Regions from separate parts of the Sus scrofa genome. Here regions 1 and 2 are each linked to region 3. A link is a contact called in public Hi-C and promoter capture Hi-C data. All regions are on one chromosome and are shown on one strand. Each heading gives the region's core, a stretch centred on a gene start, on an enhancer-like site or on the middle of the called end of the contact. The rest is flanking DNA. Distances are from core to core; before and after follow the strand shown.

Evidence for each region. Promoter capture Hi-C pulls out the DNA fragments that hold promoters and counts their contacts. A called contact is a pair of places that touch in the nucleus more often than the background predicts.
Region 1: a contact with region 3 is called in a promoter capture Hi-C map of fetal liver, with 2.7 times the contacts expected there. The contact joins the promoter of LOC106510528 here to the promoter of ZNF568 in region 3. A contact is called at or near these places in 2 of 5 promoter capture datasets (fetal liver and liver), 3 of 47 Hi-C or Micro-C datasets (heart right ventricle, liver and skeletal muscle) and 1 of 2 datasets of contacts at active chromatin or transcription factors (alveolar macrophages).
Region 2: a Hi-C map of liver shows a contact between it and region 3, with 4 times the contacts expected there. The contact joins the promoter of ZNF570 here to the promoter of ZNF568 in region 3. A contact is called at or near these places in 3 of 5 promoter capture datasets (fetal liver, fetal skeletal muscle and liver), 3 of 47 Hi-C or Micro-C datasets (heart right ventricle, liver and skeletal muscle) and 1 of 2 datasets of contacts at active chromatin or transcription factors (alveolar macrophages).

Annotation. Positions count from the first base shown.
Region 1 is chr6:45,742,102-45,745,601 of Sscrofa11.1, forward strand. It overlaps LOC106510528 (zinc finger protein 461), which reads left to right and starts at 1,743. Exons shown (of 4, transcript XM_021097140.1): 1 at 1,743-1,889. The coding sequence starts at 1,881.
Region 2 is chr6:46,439,996-46,443,950 of Sscrofa11.1, forward strand. ZNF570 (zinc finger protein 570) reads left to right here and starts at 2,562. Exons shown (of 5, transcript XM_013998450.2): 1 at 2,562-2,952; 2 at 3,731-3,805. The coding sequence starts at 3,773.
Region 3 is chr6:46,119,717-46,123,286 of Sscrofa11.1, forward strand. ZNF568 (zinc finger protein 568) reads right to left here and starts at 1,790. Exons shown (of 8, transcript XM_021097146.1): 1 at 1,619-1,790; 2 at 87-147. ZNF829 (zinc finger protein 829) reads left to right here and starts at 1,810. Exons shown (of 6, transcript XM_013998466.2): 1 at 1,810-2,086; 2 at 2,741-2,814. The coding sequence starts at 2,782.

The sequences.
Region 1 (3,500 bases), core at 493-2,992, 380 kb before region 3:
AATTTTTGGTAATGTAGCAGGGCCACTCATTGCAGAGGTTCTAAGTCTGTATAGAGGGTTAAGTCTGAGAAATGAGGGGCTGTGACTCTTATCATTCAAGCTAGACTTTTGTTCTCTTGCCCTAGAACTCTTCCATTTATACAGGTCAAGTTAAAGAGTTTAGCAGACTTACCATCTTTCACGTCTACCAAAGAACATCAACCATTCTTCCAGTTACCACATGACAGAAATTAAAAAAAAAAAGTCATGGTCATTTTGCTTTTTATTTATTTTTTTGTCTTTCGTTTTTTGAGGGCCAAACCCGCGGCATATGGAGGATCCAGGCCAGGGGTCTAATCAGAGCTGTAGCCACTGGCCTACGCCAGAGCCACAGCAACACGAGATCTGAGCCACAGCAACACCGGATCCTTAAACCACCAACCGAGGTCAGGGATAGAACCCTCAACCTCATGGTTCCTAGTCGGATTCATTAACCACTGAGCCACTATGGGAATTCCCATCATTGTCTTTTTATAGGTAGTAAACTCAATCTCACACACTTGTAATACTGCAGTCTCTCATGTAGTTACTAATATAAAATCACAACCATATACACTATCTCTATCAAGATTTTAACTTACATAAGTTGCCTTCTAACACACACAAAAATGTATCTACCAAATCTCTCATGTGATCTCCTACCCAATCATACTCAGTTAAAATATCAAACTCAAATCACAGCATTATACTCACTCACTGAACATATATTTTCACTGTCATAAAATTCATCCAGAGATTTGGCTCTAGTCACAAACCACTTTCACAAACTTCGTACGTTTCACTCAACACTCTCTCCCAGTGATAGTCTCAAGTGCACACCATCTCACACATATGATCAAGAATCGACAAAGAAACACAATCCCATGTTCTCACAGATACATTTCCTCACACAAGAGATAGGGTTTCTGGCCTCTCAGCAAGGTTAAAAATCTTTACCATAGATTTGTCCCTTCTGGCAGTTAATCTGTACTAGTTTCCACCCCTCTCAGTTAATTCCAGTCTCTCATGCACACTTAGACACACAGTATCACCTCACAACCCCCCCCTCCCCTCCACCGCCAAGATAAGGCTCAGAACCAGTTCACCCTTCACCAGGAATCTGTGATTCATCCATTCGGTGCCTCCTAGTCCTAAGAGACAAGCTTCCTCCCTTCTCTAGTGAAATTCACCCGCGGACACTCGCCACAGCCAAATCCTCCCAGTAGTCACAGGTAGACCTGGCACACTGAATGTTACAAGGTCATTGCCTGTGTAACCGCGCCACCCGCAATCATGAGTAACCAATCACTGTCTCAAGCGCATACCTAAATCACATCACATTATGCCACCACACAAACACTGCGCGTGGCCAAGCTCACCGCCTAAACCTATACAAGTATGCACCACATCCGCTTTCACATACGAGTTTTCTCACGCTTGACACCCTCCACTCGCTGTCACATAATCCTCTCCCTCTCGATCTGACGCGCTTTCGGATACGTGGACAGAAAACACATCCAGCATAGCAACCGCACAGCAGAGGCTGAAGCTCTCTGCATCAGATCCGAGTTTGCGCCCCTCAGTTGGGCGGTGGTGGCATCTCTCATAGCCTCATTGAAAGCGCGCAGGTGCGGCAGGAAGTCTGGCGGAAGATCTACCTACTTCGCTAGCCTCCCAGGCTCCTTGCTCGCGGACTACGTTTCCCAGAGCCCACAGCGCGCCAGAGCTACTTCCGGTAGGAACGTCGGGTGAATGGTCAGCGGCAGAGGCGGTTGAGGGCTTCCCAGGACGGGTTCAGTAGGCAGGGCTCTGCGTGGGTCCTGGAATTCGAGTCAGAGCTTGGACCAGAGCTCCTCCTGAGGATGCTGAAGGTAACGAATCCTGTCGCCCCAGGACTGGCAAGAGGAGTGTCTGGAGTGTTAGGTTTCTAAGTGCAGGAGCAACCGGAGGGAGGGATTAGGATGTGGGTGTGTGACGGAAATTAGTCTCCGGACTAAGTGTATTTGGCTGTTGTGACAGCTCCTGGAGTCATGCTTTTGTGACAGTGTAATTGTGTGCATGGGCATATGTGTAAATGACGTTTGTGTTTGTGACCATGATTGCAATTGGCTCTTTGTGTAAGCCCCATTTATTTATATAAAAGAAAAGCACATTTACACAAACCCTTACAACCACGCAACGAAGTAGTTAGGGAGACATTCCAGTAGTCACCTGTGGATTCATACACGCGTCATAAAACCAAAATCACATAAGCTACCCCATGTTTATTATCACAAAACTTCAGGCAAAGCGACATATATTATAGCAACAGCAAGTAATGAAAACAAAAAAACTACTCTTGGAGTTCTCTTATGGCTCATCAGGTTAAGGATCCAACTGCACTATCACCTTGCAGTGGCTTGGGTCACTCCTGTGACCCGGGTTCGATCCCTGGCCTAGGAACTTGCACATGTCACAGGCGCAGCCAAAAAACAAACAAGCACTACCCTTGCCAACTTAGTCTACTTCCTCAACTGAAGAGCTCTCACAGGATCTGAAGAGCTCACACAAGAATCATAGAAATAGAGAACATAACATAGAGCAGAAACTTATGACCTAGAACATAGAAACATAGCTCACACAATCATAGAAATGTAGTCTCCACGGCTCTGGCTACTGCATATCACACTCAAAAGTCACACAAAGTTTGAGCTGCAGGAAAAGCCTGTTATCTCATAATTTTTCTCTGCCTCACTATTTCTGCCATTCCCCTTAGAAACACCTCGAATGGGGAGTTCCCGTCGTGGCGCAGTGGTTAACGAATCCAACTAGGAACCATGAGGTTTCGGGTTCGATCCCTGCCCTTGCTCAGTGGGTTAACCATCCAGCGGTGCCATGAGCTGTGGTGTAGGTCGCAGACGTGGCTCGGATCCCGCGTTGCTGTGGCTCTGGTGTAGGCTGGCAGCTACAGCTCCGATTAGACCCCTAGCCTGGGAACCTCCCATATACCGTGGGAACGGCCCAAGAAATGGCACAAAGACCAAAAAAACCCCACCTCAAATGGGCTAAAAGAATAGCACTGTTGCATGTACAAAAAGTGTCTAAGATTATTGAGTGCTGCTTCTTCCCTGAAATGTTCATATTAACCTTCAAAAATTCCTTTGTTATGGGAGTTCCATTGTGGCTCAGCAGTAAGGAACCTGACCAGTATCCTTGAGGATGTGGGTTCAATCCCTGGCCTTGCTCAGTGAGTTAAGGATCTGGCGTCGCCTTGAGCTGTGGTATAGGAGTCAGACATGGCTGGGATCCTGCATGGCTGGGGCTGTGGTGTAGGTCGGCATCTGTAGCTCTGACTGGACCTGGGAATGTCCATATGTTGCAGGTGCAGCCCTAAAAAGAAAAAAAATTCCTTTGTTATATTACTTTAAAATAAAAGTTATCTATAATTCTTAAACCACTCTGAACATTTTATTGCAGACGGTTTCACCCTTATGTAAATACAT
Region 2 (3,955 bases), core at 1,312-3,811, 320 kb after region 3:
CTGTGGCGTAGCCCAGCAGCTGTAGCTCCTATTTGACCCCTAGCCTGGGAACTTCCATATGCTGTAAGTGTGGCCCTAAAAAAGAAAAAGAAAAAAAAAAAAAGAATATTGACTTAATTCTCTGTAGATTCATACATTTGTTACATGTGTAATTCACTCTTTTTAGAATTCCATGTGGATATACCACAGTTTGCTTAGCCATTCACTCATTGAAGAACACATGGGTTGTTTACAACTTTTGGCTGTTATAATTTAAGCTGCTATATCCATTCATGTACAATTTTTTTGTGTGGAAATAAACTTTTATTTCAAACACCAAGGAGAGTTTTAGGAATTTGCCTATTTTTTTTTAAACCTATCTGGAATTTTCACTGAGATTGTACTGAGTATGTAAATTAATTGGGGTGAATTGACTTTTTTTTTTTTTTTTTTTTTTTTGCTTTTAAGGGCTGCACCTGCAACATATAGAAGTTCCCAGGCCAAGGGTTGAATCAGAGATGCAGCTGCCAGCCTACACTACAGCCCCAGCAACTCAGGATCCAAGGCACATTTGGGACCTACACCAAAGCTCACAGCAACGCTGGATCTTTAACCCATGAGCGAGGCCAGGGATGGAACCGGCAACCTCATGGCTACTAGTCAGGTTTGTTACTGCTGAGCCACGCCGGGAACTCCCCAGCAGTTTCTTAGGAATGTGCTCATTTCCAAATATTGGGTAATTATCCATATTATCTTTCAGCTAACTGATTTATACTTTAACTCCATTGTGGAAAGAGGCTTGTTTTGTGGCCCAGAATATTTTTTCTATCAATACTTTTTATCAGTATTTTTATCGAATAATCCAGTGCATTCCACAAAAACACTATTGAATAACTTACAAGGAAGTTGAATCATATTTTCTTTTTTTTTTTGTCTTTTTTGTCTTTTTTGTTTGTTTTTTCTAGGGCCACACCTGTGGCCTATGGAGATTCCCAGGCCAGGGGTCCAATCGGAGCTGCAGCTGCCAGCCCATGCCAGAGCCACAGCAACTTGGGATCCGAGCCTTGGCCGAGACCTACACCACAGCCCACGGCAGCACTGGATCCCTAACCAACTGAGGAAGGCCAGGGACCGAACCCGCAACCCCATGGTTCCCAGTTGGACTCATTGACCACTGAGCCATGATGGGAACTCCTGAATCATATTTTCTTTATTTAATTTAGCTTCCTCTTTTCTTCCCACACAGGTGACTGTCCAATGTGAAGTATCCAGAATATTTTTTATCTTTGTAAATGTTACATGTGCACTTGAAAAAATTAGGGTTTTTGTGGATTTGTTTGTTGTTGAATCAAACTGAGCCATAAAAGTGACAATGCCAAATCTTTAACTGCTAGGCCACTAAGGAACTCATTTTATTTTATTTTTTAATTAATATTTTTTGCTGTTGTTGGTTGCAGTGCTCTGTAAATATCAGTTAGGTCGATGACAGTGTTTTTCAAATTTTCTGTTTTAAACTGATTCTCTGCCTACTTGTTCTAACAGTTACTGAGAGTATAAGCGGAACATCTGGATTATAATTGTGGATTTATCTCCTTCTCCTAACTTTATCAGATTTTCTTTCATGTATTTTGATGTTATTATTAAGTGCATAAACATTTATGATTATTTTCTCTTGATGAACTACCTTATTATTATGAAATGATCTCAAGAAAACCCACACCCATTGGTCTGATCCTCAAGGTCTGCCATACACTCCTACTCCACTCTCTACCAGTCACTTTCTATCATAGTACATTCTTATAGTTAACCTCACAAATGTCACACACAAATAACACAATCACACACATGGTCACAGAAATGCACCATGCTCACTCCAACATTCAAGATTTTTGCATGGTCTCTCAACACACACGACAGGATCAAAAGGTCATGCAGTAACCGACAAAATCAGTCATGTGACAGAAACCAAAACAAATAAATTATAAACACTATTGTTCTAAGGGGGTATAGAGTCAGGTTAAGGAGTCATGGAGTATTGAAGGAGAGGTGTAATCAGAGAAGACCTGTTGGAGACATTTACATCCGTATGTAGCCAGTAAGGGAACTTTGAAGATACCCGGCAGAGGATCTATTTTAGGAAGACGGGACACATTCACATCCACAGTCACCAAATCACAAATACAGGAATCATACGCAAAGGGATGAACTTCTAGATCCTGACCCCTCCCCTCCGGTCTTCATTCCCAGGGCAAGAACGCCCTAGTGGGAGGTAGGACCGGGAGGGAACATAATGCATCTGCGCACTTCACTCCCAACTGCCCCGCCACACTTTTTTTTCCCGTCTCTCAGAATATGGGACCTCATCCTCACCCACTTTGTGTAGGGGCGGCCCTACACACCAACTCGACCCCCTGCGGTTAACACACTGCCTGTAATTCTCCGCCTGGTTACTAAGGGAGGTGGACCGAGACCTAGTGCCTGCGCACTTCAATCCGAAACCGTCTAGCGTGACGCTTGGCCTCGTCCTGTGGCGGACCCAGGTTTGAAGCAGAGAGGAAGCGATTGAGACTTCCACGCTCCGGCAAGGCCAGGGGGAATTCGCTGTGGCAGGAGCCGGGGCGTAGGGGGCGATGTTACGTATCCCCAGCAGAGCCGCCCTGTGGCTGTTGGTATCCCCCGCGCCGAGGCTTTTTCTGGTTAGGACTACATTTCCCAGAGGCCCCCGCGAGCACTGGGCCCCTGGCGCCTTTGTGTCCTCCGGAGGCCGAGTCGCTTATTTCCAGGCCCGCGGAGGCTGAGTTCCTTCAGATTCAGGGCAGGAGGTGGGCCCGAGAGGAGGTTGCCGGAGCCTTCCGGGCTGGGACCCGATCTTCCGGCAGTTCAGTTCTGCAGGTAGGAAGTGGGTTGAGGAGTGGCCTGTGGGTCACCCAGACGTCGGTCCTGGGCCTTTTCTGTGACTCTTCGTGTGAGAAGGTGATTGATACCTTACGGTGCGTGAGCCTGTCACCCGATATGCCTGTGCACATCAGATTTCTGTGACTGTGGGTGTGAGTCGATGGTTGGTGCCACAGAAGGTGAGACTGTCAGTAGGGGTGAGAGGGGACTCTGTCCCCTGTTGTTCCTGTATCCTCGGCCTCTTTGTGGTTGGAGTGTGTGAGTGAGACCATCGGTTGTGATACACTGATATTTGAGGCTGGGTGTTATGGGAGAGGTGACGGTGTGAGTCTGCCGGTACCCATGGCCGCTGACTGTGATCTTCGTAAGATGGTGGTTGGCGCTGTAGTTTTTAAGAATTTGTGAATGTATGTGTGTGTCGGGGAGGGTAGTGGGGACTGAGTGAGACTGTGCCACCAATATCCATTAAAGCTAGCCAAGTGTGTCACCAAGTTTCAGAGCCACTGATCTACTGGTGAGGAGAAAGAAAGATAAGTGGAGTCAGGAAGACCTTTGTTTGATCTTGGTGCTGTTATTTATTAGCTGTGTGTCTTTATGCAAATAGTTACATTGCTTGGAGTCAGTCTTTATTTGCAAAATCTAGAAAATCTGTTGTTAAAATAATAAATTAGGAAGTGATTTAGGCACAGGTTAAATTGTATGCCATTAGATTCCTAGGTCTCTATTAAGCTTTCTCTATTGGAGGGAAGGGTGCAACAGAGGAAAAAAGAAGCCAAAAAATTCTATGCTGCTTATTCTGGATGCTGCAAGGAAAGCCTAGTTTCTGATGTTCTTTTCTTCATCTCACTCATCTAAGGGCTGTGCCATTTCTCAAGTGAAGAGCCAAGGGGAGGAAAGAATGGCTGTTGGACTTCTTAAAGCCATGTACCAGGTGAGTTAGTGTTTCTCTTTCCTGAAATATTTTCCTGCTTTTCAAAAGAGCAGACTTTCCTTCTGCTGAAACCTTTCTGGGTAACCAATCACATCACTTTTTAAAATCCTCCAATGGATTCCCACCTTATTCTGGATAAATGCTAAAGTC
Region 3 (3,570 bases), core at 540-3,039:
AGCCCTAAAAAAAGAAAAAAGGCGTAATAGAAAATAGAACAAATTTTTATCAGCAATCACAACAAATGTAAATGAATTAAACTCACCTATTATAATAACAGTCAAACACGATAAAAGGCCGGCTATATACTCTCATAAAAGACAGACCTGAAGTATAAAGACATAAAGGGGGTGTAAAATGAAATTCCTGGAAAATACAGTAACATAACCTGACAAACAATATTATCAAATAAAAGAGAACTTGGACTAAATGGTATCCACAAGGATAAAGAGGCATGTTGTAGATTGGAAATCTTAGTCCCAATTCTTCACAGGATTATACATTCACACTTTTTGCCATATAACTTTGCTTTGTCCTCTGACTGTGGGTGTAATTAATGTTAACCTTAGGCACCTGACTGGCTTTGGCTAACCCAATATTAGTATGATTGGGAAAAGAAATTTTTTTTTTTTGTCTTTTTGCTATTTCTTGGGTCGCTCCCACAGCATGTGGAGGTTCCCAGGCTAGGGGGTCTAATCGGAGCTGTAGCCACCGGCCTACACCAGAGCCACAGCAACTCGGGATCCGAGCCGTGTCTGCAACCTACACCACAGCTCACGGCAACGCCGGATCGTTAACCCACTGAGCAAGGGCAGGGACTGAACCCGCAACCTCATGGTTCCTAGTCGGATTCATTAACCACTGCGCCACGACGGGAACTCCAGGAAAAGAAATTTTAAGGATGCTTTTAAGATCTGTCTTGTACTCTGGTGATCCACCATGAGAAGAACATGTCCTGGTAACCACTGTCCTTTTAGCCTGAGCTGCAGAAAGAACGCCTATGGAGCAGGTCTGAATCCATTCTGCAGCCCATCCATCCAGGCAGGCCCAGCCTAGGTAAAATGAACATAAAGGACCTGTAACCCTATGAACAAGAAAATAAATGCTTGCTGTTGTATTCCACCGAGTTTAAGAGCTGTTTGTCAGGCAGCATTATTATAATGACAATAAATAATACATATAATAAAAAAAGCCAAAAGAAGGCCCAAAAAATAAATAAATAAAATAAATCTGGACAATGTCACCAAAGGAAAGAGGGCTAACAAAGAGTGGGCAATGAGGAAAAAGGACCACTTGAAACCAAATACAATTTTTTTCAAGCGGTTACCAATTATGCCTACACAGAAGTCAACTCAGGCAAGACAAGAACCACTACACAAATTACAATTGCCAACACCTCACCACACTCACACATTGCACATCCACCTAGCAATTACACAAACAACACCACAAACGTTTTCATAAATCACAATCACGAACATCACCATTACACATCCTATCACAATTACTCCATCACACTCATACACAACCACACCCCCATCACTCTCACATCACCACAATCTCTCTCTCTCTCTCACTCACACACACACACACACACACACACACACACAGTAACTCTCCACCACAGTTTCTCGTTCTGAGAACTCCAACAACTCTCCAGGAGCATTCTCCGCACTGCCGCTACTCCAAACACTTGGGGCCTCCTTAAAGGCTCCACCCCTTTAGCCGCGCGCTGATGCTGCCCAGATGGCTTGAGCCCCTTCCTTAAGTCCCGCTCTGGGGACACGGCAGCGTCACCTGCCGGAAACGCCCGAATGCACATCTAGCGCGCAGTTTCCGAGAGGATGGATGAAGGAGACCCGAGGAAGGCCCGGGCCAGGCGCTGGCAACGTCGAACCACCCCACCGCGTCTGCCTCCCAACGGACGTTCCACAACACAACACCTCCCAGAAGGCCTCACGGCTTGACTCAACTTCCGGCCAGAACAGAGGGGGCGTTTCCTGTGTGAGGGAGACCGGGGTGAGCCTGGTCGGCTCAGGTGGTTAAGCCCGAGTGCCCGAGCTACCGCGCGTGGCGTCTCTGAGGCCCGACTAAATTCACAGTTGCGGGGGCAGTCGATCAGGGTGAGCCCTAGCAGGGCGCTGAGAGAAATCAGCTGTGGGGCCCACTGTGGACCACATTTCCCAGAGGGCCTAGCGGCCGGTCGCTCTTCTCGCAGGAACTCGAAATTTGCGTCACGCCTGGCGGGACTGTTAGATCCATGAGGTGGGCGATCGTGGGCCCGTGGGGCACTGGTTCAGCTCTGCGGGTTGGGATCCTGGGGGACCTGGAGGAGGCTGAAATTGAGGAGGCCAGAGGCTGATACGGAGGCTGGTGCTTGTGCCTGTGCGGGCGGAACGGACTGAAAAAGGGGAGATTTTGCGACCCTTTTGCATATGGGGTTGTGACCGTGTGTCCCTATGGTGGTGTGTGATTGTGACCACGCGACACTAGGATACCTGCGGCTATGCGAATGTAACATGTGTTCCATGGTGAGTTTGGTATATTATCTGTGTTGCCATGTGTGGTTCTATGTGTGCAGGTGTGGAGTGTGTGTTCCCTTGTTTTAAGTATGTCTGTGCCTCATGAATGTAGCACCGCGTTTATGGGTAGGAGGCTCCTGTCAACTGTGCGATTGTTACTTCACAGCTCTGTCTCTAGGAAACCTCTGTGAGGTTTGGTCAGACTTTAGTCCTCGACAGCTGTAACCTCAACTTTCTCCTGAAACACTGAAATTGGGTGGGACGCCCCATTTTCCTCTGATCTCCATTCCCTGAGTGTGTGCTGAGGCTTAGGGCTGAGACTGGGGCTGAGCCCTGACTTGACCAGTTTGAGCAATCAGAAAAACCTGGTGTCTCAAACTATTACTTTCTCATCTAGTTCTACCCTTTGCCAAGTGAGGAGCAGAAGAGAAGGAAAGAATGCATGCTGAACTTCTACAAGCAGTGTCCAAAGTATGTTGAAGTTTCTTTTTTGCTTTCCTTCTTCTGAAAATTAATGCTTAATAAAGATATGTCACTTGAGGAGTTCCTGTTGTGGCTCAGTGGGTTAAGAACCCAACAAATAGGACACAGGTTCAATTCCTGGCCCTGCTCAGTGGGTTAAGGATCTGTGTGGCCATGAGCTGTGGTGTCTGCTAATGTGGCTTGGATTTGGCGTGGCCATGGCTGTGGCTGGCAGCTGCAGCTCCAGTTTGACCCCTAGCCTGGGAACTTGCATATGCTGCAGGTGCCACCCTAAAAAGACCAAGAAAAAAAAGATACCTCTCTCTCCCTTTTTTTTTTTTTGTCTTTTCAGGGCTGCACCTGTGGTACATGGAGGTTCCTAGGCTAGGGGGTCCAACTGGAGCTGTAACTGCTGGCCTACACCATAGCCAGAGCAACACAGGACCCGGGCGATGTCTGCAACGTACACCACAGCTCAGGGTAATGCCAGATCCTTAACACACTGAGAGAGGCCAGGGATTGAACCTGCATCCTCGCAGATTCTAGTCGGGTTCACTGACTGCTGGTCCACGTTGGGAACTCCAAGGATATGTCTTTTGATTATAGGTTCTTATAATTTTCCCACCAGAAAAAAGTATAATTGATTCTATCGAAGTGCATAACTCCCATATTCCTAATATTTACGTATTTGGAAAATGGGTCCATTTCTGTTTGCCAAGTTTTCTTTTTAAATGCAGTATTTATGGAGTTCCCGCTGTGGCTCAG